4 separate regions of the Mus musculus genome follow, and all the other regions are linked to region 2. The links are chromatin contacts, called in public Hi-C and HiChIP or PLAC-seq maps. All regions are on one chromosome and are shown on one strand. The core of a region is the stretch at or near the end of the contact, and the rest is flanking DNA. Distances in the headings are between cores, read along the strand shown. Region 1 overlaps Vav3 (vav 3 oncogene). Region 2 overlaps Vav3 (vav 3 oncogene). Region 3 overlaps Vav3 (vav 3 oncogene). Region 4 has its middle 86 kb from the start of Vav3.

Region 1 (3,039 bases), core at 331-2,830, 120 kb before region 2:
AAAACTGAAGTATCAGAGAGAAAAAAAAGTCTTCCAACATTCCTCAGTTAATTTTTCTATACTCAAGCTTCTTAGAATGGTAACTGAACTAAATGTAAAACGAAGTCACAACAAACACTGGGGTGGCTGCCTGGCATGCGTAAAGAACGTGTAAACTGATGTAGGAACTTACTTTTCACTAGTAGACTTATTATCTTCAGCCTATAAGGGCAAAATTACACTTCAGAATATTTGGTAGAATTGTTCTTACTCTTAAAGTATCAATTCTTTAACTGTGAATAAAACACAGAAAGTGAAGCTAACCTCCCTAATGGGTCTTGTCCTGTCCTGTCCTGTCTTGTCTTGTCTTGTCTTGTCTTGTCTTGTCTTGTCTTGTCTTGTCTTGTCTTGTCTTGTCTTGTTTTGATTGAGACAGGGTTGCACTGCATAGACCGGGCTGTCCTGAAATTTGCTATGTAGATGAGGCTGGCCTCAAACTCACAGAGTTCTTTCAGTCTCTGCCCCCTTCCCTCCTGCCCCTCTGCCCTCTACCCTTGCCCCTGACTCTGTCTCAGTGATGAAATTAATGACATGAGCCACCATAACCAGGAATGAGGATTCAACAACCCTGATATAATCACAAATGTAATGATGGGCAGTGGATTTGAACTTGTAGTGCTCATCACCCCAAAAGGAACTGTTTTAAACCCACAGAAATCAACTCTTCGCATCTAGGTGTCAATATGATCGTTTCAAACCAAAGTACCTCGCTAAGAAAGATGATTTCCATATGAATGTTAATATTTTCTTTTGGTCCTTTCGCAAATGTTTTGTTTCAAGTATGTAGACATTTGGGAAAGAGAAGCTAATGTTCTACTGGGCTTCAGGACTTATAGAATGATGCTGATAAGGGATTTCGCCAGCCTCTATAGAGGAATGAGCCAAGAGGGAGAGAAGCCATTATACCTGACCTTGAATTTCATGCATTTAAAGAGCACCCCCTCAAGGTGTACCACAGGCACAACAACCTAGCTCTTCAGCGCTTCATATATTCCACCTCCCACAGTCCAACTGAGCTCTGACATCACTAGTAGAGCAAATGTTTTCAGCAACTTAGCTTGGCTTTGTGAGACTCTGGCCGTCCTGGAACTTATTCTATAGACCAGGCTGACCTTGGACTGGCAGAGATCAGCCTGCCTCTGCCTCCCAAGTGATGGAATTTAAGGTGTGCACTACTATGTCCAACTTAGCTATTTCTTTTGAGATGGTTCTTGGGGAACAATAGAGGATGCTTGCTCATTTTTCTTCTCCTTTTTTATTAACTGAAACATTGTACTCAGTTATGAGAGGAAACAGCAAGTCAGCAAATGCCATTTCCCCTCTAAATTTCAAGTAGCTCGCTCCTTGAAAGCTACTAATACAAACCAAGAATTGGAAGTTAATAATTTACAGAAAGACAACATTCACATTATCATAACAAATTTGGCTATTGTCACACTCCTGACGAATAATGACTAATTCAGACCCCAGATGTTTTCTTAAGAAGATGTTTCCAATATGCATATTTAATAGTGTCTTGAAATAGAGGTATTTCACAATATCCTGGAAGGCTCGGTTGACACACAACTTCTTAAAACTTGCAATACTAAAATTTTCTAACTGTAACAGAAATATGGAACATTGCTAAGTGGCATTACTCCTTTGAACTGCCTGTGTTCATGGACAACTGTTGAAGACAGGCATTACCAAGATGAATGATGGTGATGTGCGAAGCCCCAGATGAAAGTGCATTGTTGAAAAAAATGCTCGTTAAATAATACAGTCCAAAGCAGATGCACACATCCTGTTTTAAATTGCTTTTAAAACTCAATGTACAGTTTATATTTTTTTAGAATAACATTTTTAATTGGCAGTCTAGCAACAAAACTGCCAAGAAAAGGCAATTTATAAGTAATAAAACTAGTAAGCTAGAAAGCAGCCTGATGTTTTAAACTGTAGGTCATGTGTTTAGTCTAACCCTTTCTCCAACCTCACAGTGAGAGCGATTCACTATTAACACTCCCGGTAAAGTCAGCTGCCTGGCAAGTCACTCTCAATCCAATCTGAGACAAGGGCCACACTTGGGACTGTCCAGATCTGCTCCCATCGGAGATGTTGGCCTGCTGCAATTTCTGTGGCATTTAGTATAAATTCCCAACTTGACTAAATCTAGAGAATTTGTAGTGTAAGAGTAATTATTATCATGGTTCTTCTTATTCCTCATATAAGCACCCACTGCCCTCACACTGAACACATGAAAAAAAAAATCAAGAATCATGTGGAATATGGGTTCATGGATATGCTACATAGTAACCTGGGATGGCATTAAACTTATGGCAATCCTCTTGCCTCTGTCTCTTGGGCTCAGAACTACAGGTGTACAGAAGCACACCTGGCCTGCCAAGTCACCTGTTACACCTGATCCCTTCCACACACAAGAACTTACCGTAGCATTTTCAGCGTGCGTTGAAGCAGCATTGAATTCCTGGATACATCTGACTAAGCCAGTCCTCAAAATCAAAAGCCAAACAAAGTTAACCTCTTTTCTGCCTCAGATGCTCTGATCTAACAGCAAAAGCAGACTATGATGTACCCGAAATGCCTGATGCACATGCTCTTATTTTCCATATTAAGTTATTGTTATCATACTTCTTCTTAATCTTCATAGAAGCTCCTGTTGCCCTGATACTGAACACATGAGGCTTTCTCTCAGTCTGTCATAACTGTAAACAATGAAAAGAATAATGCTCTCATGCCTAAATATTTATACATTATTACCTAATAATTTCCTGAGGAAAAATTCTTATGAGTTTAGGTTCTAGACCAATAAATATCTACATTTTTAAGAGTTCCAGATAAAACTTATGTGGGTGGGTTGTTTTTTTTTCCTCTGTGTATATGAGAGAGACAGAGACAGAGAGAGACAGGGAGAGACAAAGAGATACGGAGAGACTGTGTGCAACACTGTGTGTGTGAGTGTGTATGTATGTGTGTAGGTGTGTGCGTGTGCATGTATGAGTG
Region 2 (2,951 bases), core at 424-2,923:
GGGAACCCACAAGGAACTGGCGGCTGTTGGGGATGGAATAGGAGAGAGGCAGAGGGGATTTTCAAGTGATACTCAGGAGGAAGCCAGAACAAGTTCCAGCAATACTGAAAGTCTCCATCCTCTTCTCCTACAGTCACTCAGCTGGAGCGAGGGCTGCCCAGGGAGAGATGTGGGGCTTCTTGCCCTGTCATTTGTTTTATTTTTGCTCTTGTTTCTTTGGTTTTCTTTTTTTTTTTTTTCTTTTCTTTTTTAATCTGTGATTGAGAAAGTAGAATTTTTTCAGAACACTGGACATTAATTCAGCTTAGTCTTAACTTTTATATCCTCCACTTTTAAAGAACCTAAGGAATGTCGAGGGCAGGCAGTAGTGGTGGTCATGGCAATAGCAGTGGCTCAGAGCTTTAATCCCAGCACTTGGGAGGCAGAGGCAAGCAGATCATTGAATTTGTAGCCATCCTGGCCTAGAGTGTGTTCCAGGACAGCCAGGGACAAGAAACAGAGAAAGAAAAGAGGAGAGGAGGGGAAGGGAGGGGAGGGGAGGGTCGAGTCAGAAGGGAGGAGGGAAAGAAGATGAGGTGGAGGAAAGAAAAAGAAAAAAGACAGACAGACAGACAGAAAGAGGAGAGAAGAATGTCAAGGCAAGCAAGATCATCACTTGCCAATACCACCAAATTTAAAGAGTTAGTCCTCAAGAGTAGCTTCCAATACCTAACAGGATACACAGGGCACACAGAACACACACCCATATAATTACAAAGGAGGGAGTGAGAGAAAAGGAGGAAGAGATGGACAGATAGATGGAGAAATAGTCAGGGGAGATAAGATAGAAAAGAGGAAGAACGTCAGGGCACTTGAAAGACAGAAGAATACAGAGAAGACTGCAGCACCATTGGTGTGTGCTTTGTCAGACTGTCTACAATACTTGCCAATTTTCCAAGAATCCATGAGGATGAATGGATAATCTGTAAGGAAAATTAACAACTGAAACTTATTTAGCCTTAAAAAGAAATCAAATTCTGACCTATATTATAGCATGGATGGGCCTTGGGGATATTATCCTACCTGAATGACCCAATTCATTTGAAGAATCACGAATAGTTGAATCTACAGACACAGAAAGGAGCATTGTGGCAGCCAGGAGATAGCGGAGAAAGGGGTTATCATTGAATATGTGCAGAATGCCAGCTGGGGAAGATGATAATGTTCTGAAGACAGGGAATGGTGGCTGCACAACACACTGAGTGTGCTCAATGACACTGAACTGTGACTTAGAAGTGGTTAAAGTAACCACAATCACTATGATTATATTATATGTGCACACAACAAAAACAAAGTCAACAAGGAGACAGCTGCTAACGAGGTTAATTTTGGCTCTGAGCTTTTGCTTACTGCTTCTTTCAAAGCTTAAAGGTCTGCAGTCCCAATCTCTAAGGACCCTGGGCATGGAACTTTTCTTTGCCAGCATGCAACATCCATATTTTTCATCTCCCTGGTGACATCTAAGCCCATGTTTCTGTCACTTGGGGTGGAACAGGATCTGGGTTCTGCCTCACATTCGTCACCACCACAATCTTTCACAAGCAGGAATTCTGAGTCTCAGGCCACAGCATCTGTTGCAACTGCCTTTTGCTTTGTGACTGCTTTGTGCTGTAAGCACTGTTTCCTGAGGAAGGGCATCTCTGAGACCTCCCATTTCCGCCAACCCAGCCCCAGCAGATGCCAGGACCACACTCAATACGCAGTGCTGCGTAGGCACCCCAAGACATGAGCATTCCTGAGCATTTTAAAAGCCATATCTTCGGTATTTTTATTTTCTGCCAGAGGTAGAACATGTCCCCTCGTGTTTAACTACTCTTGGAATTAAGATCATGTTTCTCCACTATTGTCCATTCATACAGACAAACTCAGAGATGCCCTCTTCCACTTCAGAGCTAACACTTCAGAGCTAACTCTGCAAAGGAATCACCAGGCCTTGCTTTTTTTCTTTCCTGTACTAGATTATTGCTTTTCTTATATTCTAAAATATTCCCCAAGATTTTACAGTCTAATGCCTCCCATATGAGGGAGAAATGCAGAGCTATGAGTATGTCCTCATACGTAATCATTACTCAGCAAATATTGTCTGCCTTCACTTCCAACCAAGGGGATCCCAACCAAGAGGTCACTGTGAGAAGCCCACATCTAACCAGGCCGAAACTGCCTCAAACAGCTCTTCCATTTTCACCTATGTTTATGAATGCCAACTGTTCTTTTAATCTGGGTTTCTCTGTCTACAATGACCATTCTCCTAATACCACCAAGTCACTCCTGTTTCTCCTTGATTTCTTAAGAAAATATGACCTTTAAAATCTAGATGTTGCAATATCACCCCTTTTTAATGACTCCTTTTCATGCTGAGTTTACAAAGATCTCACTGACTTGTTTGTCTCTCTCAACTTAAGAACATTCCATATAATTCATATAATTCTTTTTTTGTTTTGAGACAGGGTCTCACTATATAGCTTGGTCATGAATTCCCAGAGATCTGCCTGCCTCTGCTTCCCAAGTGCTGGTCTTAAAGATGTGTACCGCCTCACCCAGACCATTTTGTCCTAATTATCAATAAAATCTAAAGTTCTTCTCTAGGCGAAGCTACAGTTCCATAATCTAACTGGCAGACTTACATAATTAAAAACCCACAGCTTATATAACCATGCTTCATGGACAAACCTACAGTTCCAGGATCTAATGGGTAGAACGTTTATAATTAGCAAACCTAGTACAAAGACAAGTTGTGGTTTACTATGGAGGAACTTCCACTAGAGTTAGAAACATTTCTGACCTTTACAGAGTTCAGCTTCTTCCGGTCCTCATCTCTGAAACCTGCTCAGACAGAAAGACCATTCTTTGGCCTGCTTTTTATTGGTGAGTTTAGCTCTAACACAGGTGGTCTATCAAGATCATGTAGATAA
Region 3 (2,986 bases), core at 471-2,970, 77 kb before region 2:
TACTGAAGAGTCCTTGCTAAAGCTTGGCAAACTTAAGAAGGAGACTTCAAGTTACCTCTGCCCTGAGTCTGGCCTTCCATACACGTTTTTTATTACTCTACCCAATCCATGCCCAACACCAAAACATCAAAATATCAAAAGCCTGAACTATACTAACAATGGTAGCATTTTCTACCTCCCTGTCCCCTAATATATGCATTCTATAGTGACCATCTTGGCTCAGACAGATTACAAATGGGCACTGGAAATGATTTGGTACATGGCTGATAAGGTGCCTACTAACTCCTAAGTAGCAATTATTATCCATATTCTCTCTTCACAGAAAAACAGGCCAAGGGTAGCAAGGAAAAACCTATATCCAGAATCACCTACCACAGTTCTGATAAAATCATCTGTGTACACACACACACACACACACACACACACACACACACACACACTCACATAGATGCACACATGCATGCATGCACACAGGCACTCACACGTCCATGGGCACTACTCTAGACTGTAATACATCAATTCTATCCTAACAGTTTCTGACTTCACCATGAACTGACAAGTCCTTTCTTTGCTCCTCACACACTGTCTTGATTTGTCAGGGTGGCTCATGCTGAAAGGGCATTCTAACTAGCACTGAGGTGAGCTAGACAAGGCTCTGTAATCAACAATGGATCCCTACAAAGATGCAGGTGCTTTGGGTGGAAAACAAGTGACTCAACAGCCTCCCCTCATCAAGACTCCACACATCTGCAGAGGCTGCCCAGCACTGTTGCCTGAAGTTGTCGGGTACACGCTTCATCCTGGAACACGCCTCCTGTATTGATCCCCAGCAGGCAAGGACATCTGTACATTTCTATCCCCGCCATCACCGCTACACTCCTGTAGATGCAAATATGTCTTTAAGAGATGAGTGGATATAGAAAACATGCACGTGGGCATCACAGCCAAAGGACTCAAAGCTTAGAGCTCTGCATGGTTGCTGCTGGCAAGAGACCAGCTACTGAGAGCCATTTGCCTGGAGTTCACCAATTATCCTTGTGAATTGGTCACCCATCATATGCAATAACGTATTAGACTCACCAAATGTCCTGTGTAACTTGGATAAGCTGCAGCTTAGCTGTAAATCAGTGTGATGGGGTCAAAGATCTCTCAGCACAGCTGAGATGGAATACGGTCAGTGCAGCAGGAGGGAGGCTCACAGTAAGAATGTGAAGGCTTGCTACAGCCTTGCAAATACTGACAAATATTCCTTCACCCACTCTGATCATAGAAAAAGCAAGTCACTTGAAAAGAAATAAGACCAATATTTCTAAGTACACTACAGGGACCCAAGCTCCTGCCGAATACTAAATAAGAAAGTAAAAATAAAAACATCAGTCTACAGAAAAGTTTAAAATGGGAACTTTTACTTAAAATCTGCTAAAGGAAAATATCTATTGGGTTGCTGAATATATTTACAGTAAGTGAATGCAAATGCCCTTGGTGTCCCCCATCAATTTTAAGCTGCTGTCAGGTGCACCTGTTCCTGCCCCACTGTTTCCCCTTCCCTAAGCCCTGCTCCTCTCCAGTCATCTAGGAGTGACCCTTCCCTCTTCTGACTCCATTTCTCTGATCACAATCGATTCCTAATCACCCAGAAGCTCTCTAGCCATGCATGACTCGTGTCTTCGCTCTCAAAGCTCTGCACTGTTTTTCTACCACAGTTCCTCATCTTCATACCGGTTCTTCCTGCTGCTGGTGTGACCACAGCTTCCCACAGCCTCCTCTCACTGACACAGTGCTTGACTCCAGCATGGAGATCACGAATTACAGCTCACACCTGCTAAAAGCGCTCATCAAACCCCACGGTGCACACCCAAAAGGCCCTGAGTCTTACCCATTTGCTCAATTTCTGCTGGACCTCAAGACCTAGCTCATTTAGCTATATCTTATGCTTGATCGGCAAGGATAATCTGTGATACTACAACATTTTAAGGGGATGGATCCCTTTTCTGTTCCTTTCTGTAGGACATTCCCTCTAATCAGAGGTAGCCTTTCACTTTTGCTTGGAAATAAGGCAGTACATGATTAACATCTCTGAGATCAGATATACAGTGTCTCAGCTTCTTGTTCCAATGCCCCCTAGCTATGAGTTTTATATTTCTGACCATCATACTCCTCAGTCATAAAGTGGGGATAATGCTAACATAATAAGGCTGTTGTGGGGAAAGAAAATGACTACAAAGGACATAAAATAAGGTTATTCCTTTTGGTCAGTACCAGCATCCTTCCTGCCCTTTATAGACTCAGTAAAAGGGTACCACTCAAGGACTATTCCTTCATCATATGGGAGATGGGGCAGCAGATCCCCTACCCCTGTGTTCCTACTCAGAGAACCTTTTCTGTTGCTTAGCGTAGCACTGAGCATGCTATACCATATTCATTTGTTTCAATACTTATATCCTGTGTGATGCAATGCATTTCTTGAAAAGAAACCAAAAAGCAGCTCTGTCCTAAAGGCCTCTTCAAGAGAGCATACACTACACAAGAACAACCAAGAGCCACAGTGAAACTCAAGTCATCAAAGAACAAGAAATACAATGTCCAGCTATTGGTTTTTTGATGAGTACACGTAAGTTAGGAATCACAAGTTATGTGTATGCATGTATTTATAAACATGTAGTTCAGTATACTGCTGTTACACGAGACATATACCAACAAACAGATTTCTGAGTACACAGTATCTTAGTTAGGGCTTCTATTGCTGAGACAAAACACCATGAACAAAATGCAAGTTGGGAAAAAAGGTCCATTTGGCTTACATTTCCACATTGCTGTTCTTCACCAAAGGAAGTCAGGACAGGAACTCAAACAGGGCAGGAACCTGAAGGCAAGAGCTGATGCAGAGGCCATGGAGGGGTGCTGTTTCCTGCCTTGCTTCCCCTGGCTTCCTCAGCCTGCTTTCTTATGGAACTCAGGACCACCTGCTCAGGGAAGGCACCTCCCA
Region 4 (2,984 bases), core at 75-2,574, 110 kb after region 2:
AGCTTGTCCGGTCAGAGTTTCCTTATTTATAAGTTAGTGTGTTCAACATTTCTAGCTCCATGGCAGACCTCTCCCAAGTGACTGGGAACATCTTTTCTGAGATGTCTCCAAAGCTCCTCTGTCCCTCTGTGTCCAGCACACAAAGGGATAAGTTGCAATTGTTCCCTAGTCAATCAATCCAGGGGCTCCCCAGTGCTCTCTGCCTTCTTGGACCCCAGCTTCTCCCTCACTGCACAGTCCCTGCTCCAGGCATCCAGGTGAGCATCTACCAAAGCAGTATAGGCCCTTCTCTCACCACCTCACCTGGCACCTCTCCAATCTGATCTCCAGGAGCCATTAACAGTGGTGCTTCCTAAGTCTTCATCATACACATACATGTTTGATGCCAAAATCCTTCAACGGCTTCCACAGACTCCTAGCATAGAGCCTAATACCCTTACCTGCTGGCTTCCTCAGATCTTTCTCTGTCTCCTCGCTCTTTTGAGTCCAGACACATTGGCTTAATTTCAGTCATTTAGCACAACTCAAGCCATCCACCCTAGGAAACCTGTGTACCTTCTGTCTTCCCATCCCCGGTTTTCTTTCTAAGCTAAGTTTGTTGTTAGGTACACTCTGATGTCTCTATATGCCTGTAGGCTAAAAGATCCAAGAGAGCAATGACTTAGGACAGCAAGCAGCCCACGGATAGGGGCTCAGGATTTCTAGAACTATGTATTGAATTGAAGTCGCACATGTGTTTAATACTTCTCTGAGCATTACCTCATTTAGCATTGATGCCAGCCTTAATGTTGTGTGACCTTGTCCCACTTTCATAGGCACATGCTAGGGAGCACAGCAGTTTGTTGCAGATCATAAAGAGGGTGAAAGGGGAAATTGAAGACTAAGCAGCCTAGCTGGAAATCAATCCCCTTCTCAAAGGTGCTTTGCCAACCTCTCCTTAGTCCTGTATTGTTCAAAACCTCTGTCAGGAGCACCCACTAGCTGCACCCAGAAATCGAACTGCTCTGAGTTACAGGCCCAGTGTGTCTGCCTTTACTATCTAACTACTGCTGTCCTCCAGATAGTTCTTCCCCATTCACGCATGTTTGCCTAAGAGAGAGAGAGAGAAAACTCTCTTGGCAAATGGAAAACTAAGCCTCTGCTCATAATTACCCAAGTGCCCAAGACATCTCGCATCTCCCTGCCCTGTCCCCACAAACACTACCCAAGCACTTCCACTTCCCCTTGTCCAAAACCCAGTAAACCACTTCAGCTTGTCAAGCAGTAAGAGGAGGGGATCTGCTCCAAAAGCGGCTGAGGAAGAAATGACGTCTGACAAGAGGCTGATGAGTCATCCTGGGAGCCCTGCAGAGTTTTCCAGAAACCCACTGTCATCACAATGGACCTGATAAGAGAGAGGCAGGGAGGTCAGTCAAGGCAGTACTAGAGTTGTGTGTTCACAAGCAGAAGAATATGGGTATGCCCTAAAAGGGGGGCGCGGGGGTTAGGGGTGTCTCTAGAGCCTGCATGAGGGTAGCCCTACTGAGTTTAGTCTCTGAAGATAAATTTCTGACTTTTGGCCTCCCAAACCATAAAATGATAACTTTGTGTAGCTTAAGCCACTAGGTAGGTGTGTGTGTGTGTGTATTTAGCAATTTGCAACACTAGCCACAGGAAACCAACACATCAGGCTTATCCTCTCTTCCCACTCCATAATCTTTCCATTACCTGAAGCCAACAGGAAGCCAACTGGCTGAGAAGCAAGAGAAGGATCCAGGCAAGTGCGCTCTGCCCTCTGGGACCCCTTTAGTGTGCTGTTGAATCTAGCATGTTCACATTTACAAAGCCCATTTTTCTCAGTCCTATTTTCAAATCCTTTATAGTGTACACACATCTTTTTCCTACGTGTATTCTGATTTAAGTGTGTTTGGGGAGCGGGAAAGAATGACAAATTAAAACCATTTACAGCAACAGGAACATGTGTACAACACTCACTCTCTCCTGATTCATTCAAACTTCATTGCTTGCTTACGCCTTAGAACCAAGAACGGCATGTGGCCAAGAAATACTTGAATGAAATAGTCATATGATTTTATAGATTTGTTTTAATTTTTTTCCTGTTTTATTATCGTATGAATCAAAACAGGTGCCATTAGCTCATCTTTCGCAGTAACAGTGGTAATTCAAACATTCTATAAAATGAAAGCATTTCATCAAGACAAATGCCACCACACTATCACGTGTGTGGCTCCCTTCTCTGAGTCACATCCCATCAATGTGACTTGGCAGCTCATCAGATCCCATCAGCCCAGTGGTTGAAAAAAAAAAAAAAATGGGTCACTGCACCGTGACAAAAGGACAGTCGATGAACATACAAGCAATTAAGAAAAGTTTGAGCCCCAGTGGTCACAAATGCCCAGAGGAAGCTTGTCCTTGAAGTGTGTGGGTGCCAGAGGCAGCACACAGGTCACTAGCAGCCCACCAGGGACACTTTTAAGAATCCAGACAGAAGGAAGTGGCTGAAAGCCACTGCTGAGGAGGACCCGAGGACTGGGGGAGGGGTCACTTTCTGCATTTATTAGCATTTAATTGAAACATTCTGCAGTCTTCTGTCCCAGGACCTTTGCAAAAAGTGGGAAGGGATCTCAACAGAAAAACTCAACAAGTATTCACTAATGAAATTTTATTTTTGCATACTTGTTATGGGAGTAGGTAAGGCTCACATGCTGTGAAGGTAAAATTCTACCGGACATACATACACAAAATACACATGGGGAGTGGTACTCATAAGCAAGCTAGCAGAGAGCTGGTGGTTATGGGAGTTGCATGATGGACCCATAAGAACTCATGTTCTTGTCTTCTTAAAATTTTAACTATGTGTTTTTAAATTTTCCACAAAACAGGTCATGTTGGGCTGGAGAGATGGCTCAGTGGTTAAGAGCACCGCCGACTGCTCTTCTGAAGGTCATGAGTTCAAATCCCAGCAAACACATGATGGCTCACAG

What was found. A called contact is a pair of places that touch in the nucleus more often than the background predicts. HiChIP or PLAC-seq counts read pairs in DNA pulled down with a chosen protein or histone mark.
Region 1: a contact with region 2 is called in an H3K27ac HiChIP or PLAC-seq map of the HPC-7 cell line, with 7 times the contacts expected there. The contact joins two enhancer-like sites. A contact is called at or near these places in 2 of 15 datasets of contacts at CTCF or cohesin (CD8 T cells and the NIH/3T3 cell line), 21 of 484 Hi-C or Micro-C datasets (CD8 T cells, bone marrow, bone marrow-derived dendritic cells and 15 more), 5 of 115 datasets of contacts at active chromatin or transcription factors (CD8 T cells, the HPC-7 cell line, acute myeloid leukemia and 2 more) and 1 of 9 other capture datasets (bone marrow-derived macrophages).
Region 3: a contact with region 2 is called in a Hi-C map of bone marrow-derived macrophages, with 38 read pairs. The contact joins two enhancer-like sites. A contact is called at or near these places in 1 of 15 datasets of contacts at CTCF or cohesin (CD8 T cells), 13 of 484 Hi-C or Micro-C datasets (the HPC-7 cell line, LSK cells, the N1E-115 cell line and 9 more) and 4 of 115 datasets of contacts at active chromatin or transcription factors (CD8 T cells, the HPC-7 cell line, bone marrow-derived dendritic cells and 1 more).
Region 4: a Hi-C map of bone marrow-derived macrophages shows a contact between it and region 2, with 50 read pairs. The contact joins two enhancer-like sites. A contact is called at or near these places in 1 of 484 Hi-C or Micro-C datasets (bone marrow-derived macrophages), 2 of 115 datasets of contacts at active chromatin or transcription factors (the HPC-7 cell line and bone marrow-derived macrophages) and 1 of 9 other capture datasets (bone marrow-derived macrophages).

The regions. Positions count from the first base shown.
Region 1 is chr3:109,477,047-109,480,085 of GRCm38.p6, reverse strand. All of the region lies in intron 2 of Vav3 (vav 3 oncogene), which reads right to left. Among named protein-coding and RNA genes, the nearest start is that of Vav3, 140 kb to the right of the region's middle. Within about 2 kb of position 1,580, at least 21 of the 459 cell types and tissues checked have an H3K27ac peak or open chromatin away from gene starts, as enhancers often do. A contact at or near this core is called in the HPC-7 cell line, acute myeloid leukemia, bone marrow-derived macrophages and 2 more, where this site is marked.
Region 2 is chr3:109,360,768-109,363,718 of GRCm38.p6, reverse strand. The region is part of intron 1 of Vav3 (vav 3 oncogene); the gene reads right to left. Among named protein-coding and RNA genes, the nearest start is that of Vav3, 22 kb to the right of the region's middle. Within about 2 kb of position 1,673, at least 69 of the 459 cell types and tissues checked have an H3K27ac peak or open chromatin away from gene starts, as enhancers often do. A contact at or near this core is called in the HPC-7 cell line, LSK cells, acute myeloid leukemia and 4 more, where this site is marked.
Region 3 is chr3:109,438,210-109,441,195 of GRCm38.p6, reverse strand. All of the region lies in intron 2 of Vav3 (vav 3 oncogene), which reads right to left. Among named protein-coding and RNA genes, the nearest start is that of Vav3, 99 kb to the right of the region's middle. Within about 2 kb of position 1,720, at least 18 of the 459 cell types and tissues checked have an H3K27ac peak or open chromatin away from gene starts, as enhancers often do. A contact at or near this core is called in the HPC-7 cell line, LSK cells, bone marrow-derived macrophages and 1 more, where this site is marked.
Region 4 is chr3:109,253,466-109,256,449 of GRCm38.p6, reverse strand. No RefSeq gene overlaps it. Among named protein-coding and RNA genes, the nearest start is that of Vav3, 86 kb to the left of the region's middle. Within about 2 kb of position 1,324, at least 129 of the 459 cell types and tissues checked have an H3K27ac peak or open chromatin away from gene starts, as enhancers often do. A contact at or near this core is called in the HPC-7 cell line and bone marrow-derived macrophages, where this site is marked.